Linked DNA regions of Macaca mulatta: region 2 is linked to region 1. A link is a contact called in public Hi-C data. All regions are on one chromosome and are shown on one strand. The core of a region is the stretch at or near the end of the contact, and the rest is flanking DNA. Distances in the headings are between cores, read along the strand shown.

The links. Hi-C and Micro-C count contacts between places; a contact is called where the count stands out from the background.
Region 2: a contact with region 1 is called in a Hi-C map of fetal cortical plate, with 2.2 times the contacts expected there. The contact joins the promoter of ALG2 here to the promoter of NR4A3 in region 1. A contact is called at or near these places in 2 of 14 Hi-C or Micro-C datasets (fetal cortex germinal zone and fetal cortical plate).

The regions. Positions count from the first base shown.
Region 1 is chr15:58,583,506-58,588,361 of T2T-MMU8v2.0, forward strand. It overlaps NR4A3 (nuclear receptor subfamily 4 group A member 3), which reads right to left and starts at 1,737. Exons shown (of 9, transcript XM_077965653.1): 1 at 1,182-1,737. It overlaps LOC144334614 (a long non-coding RNA gene), which reads left to right and starts at 3,361. Exons shown (of 2, transcript XR_013404661.1): 1 at 3,361-3,478.
Region 2 is chr15:59,183,684-59,188,684 of T2T-MMU8v2.0, forward strand. ALG2 (ALG2 alpha-1,3/1,6-mannosyltransferase) reads left to right here and starts at 3,461. Exons shown (of 2, transcript NM_001260984.1): 1 at 3,461-3,832. The coding sequence starts at 3,485. SEC61B (SEC61 translocon subunit beta) reads right to left here and starts at 3,103. Exons shown (of 4, transcript NM_001266938.1): 1 at 3,016-3,103; 2 at 2,746-2,843. The coding sequence starts at 3,018.

The DNA of each region.
Region 1 (4,856 bases), core at 487-2,986:
CAGCTCGGTTCTATAAAATATTTCCCCGTCGTGGGAAAAGGAGATCCGGCATTGGACTCGTGATGGAATGACTGACGGCTCCCTGTACTTCTCTCCCGGCACTGCAAGGCCCTGGGATCACAGCCCGACATTTCTGATTACTAACACCTCGCAGCTCTTCGCTCTGGAGAATCTGGACGCATAAATAAATAAAAGACAATCTCCAAGAACGTTTTTGGAAATCAAGGGACAAATGCGTTCTTCCTCGCCTCTGCCCCGAGGCTTCCAACAGTTTGGATAGGTGCCTTTGGAAGTGAGTCTCCGCAGACCGCGCTCGCATGACCGCTTTCGTCTCACCACCGAGAACTTTCCTTTCTACTAATAGTAAAACACTCGGAGCAACTTCTCCAAAAGCGCGAGTTCTGTCAGTGAAAAAGTAAAGCATGCCTTTCCCACACCGAACCAAGGTCCGGAGGAGAGGGACACCGTCCCCACACGTGTCAGCGCGCGGGAGTCGCCAATTACACCCGATTTACCTCCTAAGGGAAAAGTGTAAACCGGCATGTCAGCGACGCCAGGCAGACGTGCCTAGTGGAACCCCAGGCTCATTTCAATACAATAAGCCACATTCCTACAATTACGCCCTCTTTCCTGAGGTCCTCCGAGTGCCTCTGCAAACTCTGACCACGGCTGCCTAGGCCTTTCCCTCCCAAGCTTCCTTCCAGAGAACCAGCTCGGTGCCACCATTAGGAACATTTTCTTGGACCCACCAGAGCTCCTATTTTCAATCCTACTTAAAAGGCAGGAAAATTACTGCCGTTCATCACCGGAGCTGCAACTCCCTGCCGCTGCCGCCGCCGCCGCCGAGAGCATCATTACCATGACAACTAGAGCCGAAATACCCTGAATTACATCGCTGGAGCCGCTATAGCACAAATCCCGGTCCTCCTCTTTGTTAGAGGCTTTTCGCCTCTTCGAGTGGGGGAGGAATCCCACGAGCTCCAGAGATCCCCGCGGGCCCACTACAGGGGAAAAGTTTCAGATCAGAACCTATGGGCCGCTGGGCTAGCAAAGCCGGAGCCGGGCGGCAAGGTCGGGGAGGAAACCCCACACTCAAAGTTGTCAATTTCAGGAGCGACGCTTCCCAGCAAGCCAACTTTTTTAGCAAGTCCCCTTATTAACTGGGCGAATCTCATACGTACTTGAGTGCTGTGGCGGTTCCGTCTTTAGAGCGAGTTTCTAGAGAGCTGTCCCGAAATCTGCACTGGTGGGGAGTCACAGCTGCTGTCCCGGAAGGGCTGCGGTGTACAAGCCCAGCGGCTCCCGGAGGCGGTGAGCGGCTGGTAGGGGATGCTGCGATCCCGACTCATGGGAGAGCACAGCCGAGAGGTTCCGCGGGCGTCCTGGCTCGGGCTGTGACCAGGGGGGAGGATGCCGCCGCTGTTCCCACCTCCACGGCCACTGCCGGCACCGTCAGCGTTGCAAAGTGAGCCCGGGAGGGGCGTCCGGCTGCGGCGCCGCGCTGCACCAGCAAGGGCTCAGGTCAAGAGGGGTGTGAGCGCGCGGGAGAGCGAAGTGTGTGTGCGGAGCGTGTGTGCGCGCTTGTGTCTGTGTGTGCGAGTGAGGGAGCGGGTGTGAGCGCGTCTGTGTATGGGGAGCGGAGGAGGAGCAGGAGCTGGAGGGGTGGGGGGCGGGAGGCAGGAGACTCCGCTCTCCCGGCTGCGCGTTCGCTCGCTCTCTCGGCACGTCATTTATGCCACAGGAGCCCTAGCGGCCTCTCCATAGAGTGCCTGGAATGCGAGACGTCAATGTGACGCCATGGGACGCTACGTCACCCTCCTCCTCCCTCCCCTGGCCCAGCCGGTTCCGCGTGTGCGAGGGAGGGTGTGTGTGTTCGTGTGCGCGCGCGCGCGCGTTTCTCGGCCAGTCGCACGGCCGCACAATGGAAACTCCGCCGCACAGCCGACCAGGGGCTTCTCGGACCCGCGGTGCCAGCCCTTTTGCAGCGGAACCGCTCGCCAGGGCGTGCGTCTGCGGGAGGGTGCAGCGGCCTGCCCATGGGTCAGGCGGGACCGCCCAGCTGTCAGGCTCGGGTGGAGTAGAGTTGGAGGAGTGCTGCTGGCGCGCCTCCGAGGCTGCCCCGAGGCACGGAGCCAGGGCGAGGGGGGTAAGGGAGAGGACAGCTCTTCCGAAAGGGAAGGCTCCGCCAGCCAGCTTCTGACCAGCTTCAGTGACCTGGCAGCCGGTGCAGAAGGCGTCTGGCACCAGCCCGAAGACGCCCTGAGGTGCAGCTGCACTTTCCTCATGCAAAGGCTCTAAAGCTGTTTACGTCTCTCCGGTCCTCTGCGCCCAGGCTAATCCTCCCTCCCCGCATCATTTACTGGGTGCGTGTTTCACACAGGGATACAGATAGTTCCGGGGATAAGGTTTGATTTCTTTACACGTACGGCGTGGGTTTCTTAACTGGACACGTTATAACCCAGCGAAGTGCACATCCATCATCCACACGCGCGCTGCAGCAGAAACTACTCAATGTGTATAAAACAAACACACACGTGTTGAACAGCTGAGCGGGTCTGACTACTGCAAATCATTCCTCCTCCCCAGCACCGGGTCAGAAATGGAACTCTCAACTAGCACTTTCACTTTTTGATGGTTGTAGATGCCCTCCGCCCACATCTCCCAAATTAAACATTTCGAAATCAATCAACAGGATTTATTAGTCAGTCCCTCGCTAGGGGATTTGCTTTGGTCTCCTGGGACACATTTGTCATGAAATGGTGTGCCGATAGCCTGGGTGACTGTATGAGGGAAAGCAATTTCTTCCTGGAAATGATAGATTTAAGTGTAAATTTCCTGATGAAAACAAAATTTATCAGAGTTAAAGATCCCTAGTCCCAAAGGTTGCTGCTGAGTGAACGCAACCTCTTTCAGAAATGAATTTTTGGAGAGGAGAAAATATTTCAGTGAAACAATGCAGATAGAGTGGTCCCCATGTGGTCCTCTTGAATCACAAATACCATTTTATATATTTGACCTGTCCCAATTTGTGTGTGTGTGGCGGGGGCGGTGGCGGGGGGGGTGGTGCGCCGAGGGGAGATAAAGGATTCCTTCGTAGACAGCGCACGTTTCAGAATCGAAGGTTCGAGCTAGGACAAGAAACTTGAAGACAAACTACATATAGGTAAATATGGCATGTATATCTTTCTCCGCCTCCACTTCCAATTCATACAGGGTGGTGCGGAGTGGATCGTGGGAGGATGCCCCGAAAGTTGACCCAGCCGAGAGCAACCGAGTTTCTGCACTGCCGCGGGTTCCAATCCAGCCTCGGAAGGAAGGAGGGCGCTGCTACATTGTATCCATTCAAAGGCTGGAGGGGGGAGCAGGACCTGGAGCCGCGCTGCGCTGACGCACGCGAGGCGCGTGATTGACGCAGGCGATGTTACTAAATTCGGCGGTTGGCCGGGACCCGCCGCCGGCGCGCGCCGCAGATAGCGGAGTAGGTTCCCCTCGGTCACCCCCGCCCCTTCTCCATTCAACGCCTCGCGGGGCGGGGCAGGGCGCGCGGGGCGGGGCGGGGCGGGGTGCGCGCGGCCGCGCCGGGATCCGGCCGAACCAAATATAGTCGGGCCTGGCTATTTTTAGCAGGGTCTCGGGCGCGAGCCCGCCGCGTGAGGGGGCGCCCTGACCCCGCCGGGAGTGTGGAGGGGGCGGGGGCGGAGTCGCCATGTTGGACTCGGTTCGACCCTGTGTGGTGACCGGCGACGCGGGGCTGGGCTCGGCGCCAGGGGTCGGGGTGAGTGGGTGCGAGCCGTGAGAGAGAGGACGCCGACGGCTCTCTGCGTCCAGCGCAGGCTGTGAGGAGTGAGCAGGGCCAGGCGCGGGCATGTGTGTGCGCGCGGAGGTGGGTAGACGGTGATCCCCGCCCGCCCTGCGGAAGGCCCGGCGGTCTTGCCACCCGGCAGCCCGGCCAGCCCCGAGTCGAGTGGGGGCGGAGCTGCCCGCGGCCACCACTTCCTGAGTGCCGGGGATACCCTTCCCGGACGTCACGGAGGAGCCGAGGCGGCGGTGGCGGCCCGGGGCTCATCCTGCACTTGCATCACGGGTGCAGCAGCTGCTCTGCTCCTTTGTGGCTTTTTCCCCTGTTGAGTAACTGCTTTGTTAACTGAAAATACCATGACGGGCCAGTGTGATCACCAGCTCCAGATCTCAAAGAAAGTGAAGCTGTCAGGCAAGAAGAGGGAGACTCCCCCAGCCGGCTGCGATGGTATCTGGTGGGTGGATGTGTAGAGAAGCACTTGACAGTTTCCACGTATTACTTCTTGCCTAACTCTTCACCCCCAAGAAGATTTAAAAATACTTTTATTTCCATGCTGTAAAAATTTCATTTGTGTTCTGCACCTCCCTCACCCCCCTAATCCCCTTTCAATTAAAACTCTCATGCAGAACTGGAATCACTGTAAGCAGGAACCCTAAAATTAGGTACAGTTTTTAGGAAACATGACATCTTTCAATGAATTTATTGAATAAACTACATTTTCTAAATGTTAATATAGATATATAGATGAAAGGTCCTTGTCCACTCAGGGTTGTTATAAAGCTACTAAATTGTTCATAGGAGTTGGGCTCCAGTGACCGTTTCAAGCCAGTATCCTTGTTTACTTAAATTAAAAAAAAAAAAAAAATCTCGTCTCTCTGGCTGAGAACCTCCAAGTAAAGTTTTCTCTCTTTGAGTGGGTGTGTCTTCTGGACCTCTGTCTTGGTTACTTATGTGGATCCTCCTCCCTTCTTCCCTCCACCTTCCTTTACATCCTTACTCCTTTACAGCCTTTTCTTCCTATCAAGTGGCCAATATCTGTTCTTGGACTGCTCTGTGA
Region 2 (5,001 bases), core at 2,211-4,710, 600 kb after region 1:
TTTGCTCTCTTGCTTCTTTCAGGTATCTACTCAGGTATTACCTACTGTCAACATCCTGTCTAAAACAACTACCTACCTTCACCCTATCCCCACCGCTCTCTATCCCCCACCCAGCGTTATCTTCATAGCCTTTATTGCCTGAAATTACATTGTCTTATTTTCCTTGTTTTTGATCTCCCACAGTGGAATATAAGGTTCATGAGTCCAAACCTTGCCTATCTTGTTCACAGACCCATCTTCAGAGATGAAACAGCATTTGGCATGTAGTAGACCTCAATACCTTGACATCTATACATTGGTGGCTATTCCGCCATCTTAATATCCCTGATTCCCATTAATCCTGCTAGAACAATATGTGGCGCTTCACAGCTTTACAGTTTATAAAGCATTATTGCTCCTCACAGCAAGTTCGTTTTCATTGTATTTAGGAGAGCAAGAACACCAACTCCGGCCTGAGCTTAAACTTAATAACATTTCTCCTCCAAGGTAGTATCTATTACCTCATCAAGCATGGAGAATGCAACTCTGCAGACAACATAATCCAAAGCACTATTATGAATCATTAACTTCCAATGTTTTCTCAAAGACTTATAAAGCAAGGATATTCTTACACAACCAATACTTACTACATTATACTTATGAAATGATACTTAATCACTACCAAAATTCTGGAAGGAAACACTGTCAGGTCTCTCAATCCATACAACCACGGTCTTTCTAGTTACACTCGCTCTATCACACTGAATCCTAAAAGATGACACACCAACACCCACAACTTGAAAAACTGCATCTGTCTTCAAATGTTTAAGTTCTCCATTTCACTTGTGCATCAGTTATTTCATTTTTACTATTAAATAAATAATTCCATTATCGTATGTACATTTGATAAATATGTGCTTTTTCTTTTATTTCCTTACAAATTCTCGGATGGCCAAACTTCCCTGCCACAGTATTACCAATTCTCATTAAGCAGAACCATTCCCAAGGAACCGCACCCACAGGGCATGTTTTCCATTCCTGCACAATCTCTGAAACGCAGGGTGGGAAGGGGACAGCACTCAAAGCCCATATAAGTTAAACCACAGCCTGATACACTCCTCTTGAACATCCCAGTGACAGGGAACTCACAATCATTCAGGATAATTTTACATTTCTGATAGTTCTATTAGAATTTCTTTGTTCTGATGTGAAATACTTCATGTAAGTTCAAATCATCAGTTTTAGATTTACCTATTGCAGTCAACAAATGTCACATCCCTCTTCACATCCTTAAGAAGTTTCCATGCATGCGGTCAAGATCTTTTCCTTCCTAGATAAAACCCCACTAACTCCTTCAAAAATCCCAAAACAACATGGTTGCTTGATTCCTTCCTGCAGTCATTATTTATTGTGTCATGCCTTATGGTGGGTGCTGGGGACAGAAATGACTTGAACAGGTTCTCTGTTAAAAGTCTAATGAAGGAGATAGACATGGAAACATCACTGGTCTTACAATGATATGAACAAAATGTTATGTGAGCAAAAGGGAAAACTAGTAGCTACTGCTGCTTACAGTCAGAGAAGGCCTCAAGAGGAAATAACCCCTGAGCTTAGTCTTGGAAAATAAAGAGAAATTTGCCTTGAGGTGAGGGAGAAAGTTTGTGAATTCAGAAAACAGTAATGAGTTCATGAGTGCTGGATCATAGGACAGCAAAGAAAGATTAGGCTGAAGGCCGGGCGCGGTGGCTCACGCCTGTAATTCCAGCACTTTGGGAGACCGAGGTGGGAGGATTATGAGGTCAGGAGATCGAGACCATCCTGGCTAACACGGTGAAACCCTATCTCTACTAAAAATACAAAAAATTAGCCGGGCGTGGTGGCATGTGCCTTTAGCCCCAGCTACTCAGGAGGCTGAGGCAGGAGAATCGCTTGAACTCTGGAGGTGGAGGTTGCAGTGAGCCGAGATCATGCCTCTGATCTCCAGCCTGGGCAACAGAGTGAGACTCCGTCTCAAAAAAAAAAAAAAAAAAAAAAAGGTTAGGGTGAAATGACCACTAAGAGCTTTGGTATCCCCCGGCTTTTTTTTTTTTTTTTTTTAGTTCAGCAACAAGAAAGTAACAAACTACGCAGAAGAGTAACAGCAGGGTGAATGATGGATTGGAAAGGAAACAGGCTGAGGAGAAAGGTTAAGTAGCAAATGCAGGGCAGTAGGAAGGGAAAAGGAAAGAGCTTATGAGAAGGCTTTCAAGTACAGTTTAAAGTCTGGCATATGACTGGATAGAGAGAGAGCATAAGAAAAATCCAAGATGACGCTGACGTTTCTGGCTCCGAGTAAATGAGTGTACAACAGTGCCATATGGAAGTAAGGAGATATAATTGAGAGTGAGAGAGCTGAGCTGAAAAGAGACTAAGTTTTGTGTAGGACGAGTTATCTGTAGGACAGATTGCTTATGGGGCCTCCAGATGGAAATATGACTGCAAACCTCAGGTCCAGAGACACCAGTTTAATGACATCGGTTTTCTCAAAGTTATCTCTGACTCTATTCCAGTTTGTTAACTTTCCTTTTTTAAGAGTGGTGCCCTAAACTGAGCAACGAGAAGAAAATGTCGCCTTCCTCCCAAAAGGCCTTTACTCCCATGGCCACGTCACTAGAAGCTCATTTTGCCCCTGTCAATCTTCATATATTAGGGTCTCCACCCCAGAACCAGCGAGTTCCTGGGTCCTATCTCCGACTCTGCAATCGAACGAACTGCAGGGTTCCTTACCTCTGCCGGACAGTGGATCCCGCCGCCCGGGCGGCCACGGCTTTGCTGGGAGAGCGCCCTGAGGATCCCACGTTAGTACCACTGGGGGTCGGACCAGGCTGTAGCGGGAGACAAGTAGACAGACGGGTGAGCGCGGCCCCCAAAACCCCGGCCTAGACACCCGCACCCGAGGCTGGGGGAAGCAAGGGAGCTGCAGAGGAAAGGCACGGCGCAAAGCAGGAGGAGTCAGGGCTCCTGGAAGAGGCGGAGATCGTGGAAGGGCCGCCATACCATGCTGGAGATACCGGTGGCAAGCGGCTGACGCGGACGGAAGGAAAGTTGCGGAGACGCCGAAGGACCGGCAGCTGGCGAGACTGGCTCAGGCCCCGCCCCCGGACTTGCAGGCAAGGTCCTCGCTGACTCCAGGGACGTCTGGGTCGTCTCAAGATATGCCTGTAGATAGTCTGCTACAGATAACTTAGTTACCTGCTGTGTGGGAAGTAGATACCTCCAGCCTCCTTCCTTTGGATCACAACGTCCTTCATAGAGTCCAATCCCTACCGAAGGAAAAATATAACCAGGGTCAGACAAGCTATTTTCTCAGGCAGTTACTAGGCTCTCACAGATTTGCGCTGATGTGGCCTAACTGACGCACGTACGGCAGGGCGGGGTCGGCCCGCAGTGGCCAGCCGGGAGCTAAGGGGTGGAGCTTGCGCAGAAGACGCCTCAGGGTGCGGGGAGCAGTTGCGGCTCTAGGGCAATGGCGGAGGAGCAGGCCCGGCAACGGGACCTGGTTCCCAAGCCGTCGGTGCTGTTCCTGCACCCAGACCTCGGCGTAGGAGGCGCTGAGCGTCTGGTGTTGGACGCGGCGTTGGCGCTGCAGGCGCGCGGGTGTAACGTGAAGATCTGGACAGCGCACTACGACCCGGGCCACTGCTTCGCCGAGAGCCGCGAACTACCGGTGCACTGTGCCGGAGACTGGCTGCCGCGCGGCCTGGGCTGGGGCGGCCACGGCGCCGCCGTCTGCGCCTACGTGCGCATGGTCTTCCTGGCGCTCTACGTGCTGTTCCTCGCCGACGAGGAGTTCGACGTGGTAGTGTGCGACCAGGTGAGGCGGCCGCGGGGCCGGCTGCGCGAGTGCGGACCTCGCCGTGGAGGGCGGCCGCGGGCATGACCCCTGAGAGAGGACCTTGCCTGTCTGCAGTTTGGAAAGATCGGAACTGACCTGGAGAAGTCAGGGCTGGGAGCGAGCCTGTGGTCCCCTAACTTTAGTGTTAGAGATTTTTAAAGTTGCAGATTGCTAGGGTTTCACCCTCCAGGAAGTTTTCATCCAGGAGCCATGAGGTGGGGCCCAGAAATCTGCATTTTAACTCGGTCATAGGGTGATTTGGATGCAGCTAGTCCTTGGGGCTCGCTGTGAGAAACGCTGTTATTCGAAGTCAGCTTCAGTCACCTTTTACTAATGAGTAACTCGCGTGTTGTCTTACCTCTTATCTGTTATTTTTGTTGACTCTCCTTTCAGGCCATTTGCATCCCGCTGTCCTTGTGTTCGGAGCCAGGCCACACCGTCCTCAGCAGTGTCATGTGTTAAAAACACCAAGCTGAATATATCATACTCCTATTAAAACTTGTACATGGCTCCGCATTGGTTTTTGGAAAAAAGTTCAAGCTTTTTACCTTGGTCAATAATGTCCACCTGGATCTGCCCTGTAGCTATTCTCGACTCTTTCCTTTATGCATTTTTCCCATCCTAAAAAAGATGACTTTAAAAAGTAACATTTACTCGACTAAACATTTACTCGACTAAAAAAATAGAAGGATGTAACCTAAAAGCCCCATCCTATTCTACTCCCTGAAGATAGCCACCGTTAAGTTTCTCTTGTATTTTTTCAGAAGTTGTGGTGACACCAGCCTGTCTCTTTTCGTAGGCATATCTTCTTATTGGTACATAATTGGTATTATGACATACCTACTCTTAGGCATCTTCCTTCTTTTTCAACAAAAATTTATTTATTTATCTATTTAGAGACAGAGTTGCTCTGTCTTCCAGGCTGGAGTGCAATGGCGCGATCTCGGCTCACTGCAACCTCCTCCTCCGGAGTAGCTGGGATTACAGCCGCGCGCCCTATGCCCGGCTAATTTTTTTCTATTTTTAGTAGAGATGGGGTTTCACCATGTTGGCCAGGCTGGTCTCGAACTCCTTACCTCGTGATCCGCCCACTTCGGCCTCTCAAAGTGCTGGGATTACAAGCATGAGCCACCGTGCCCAGCCGGGAC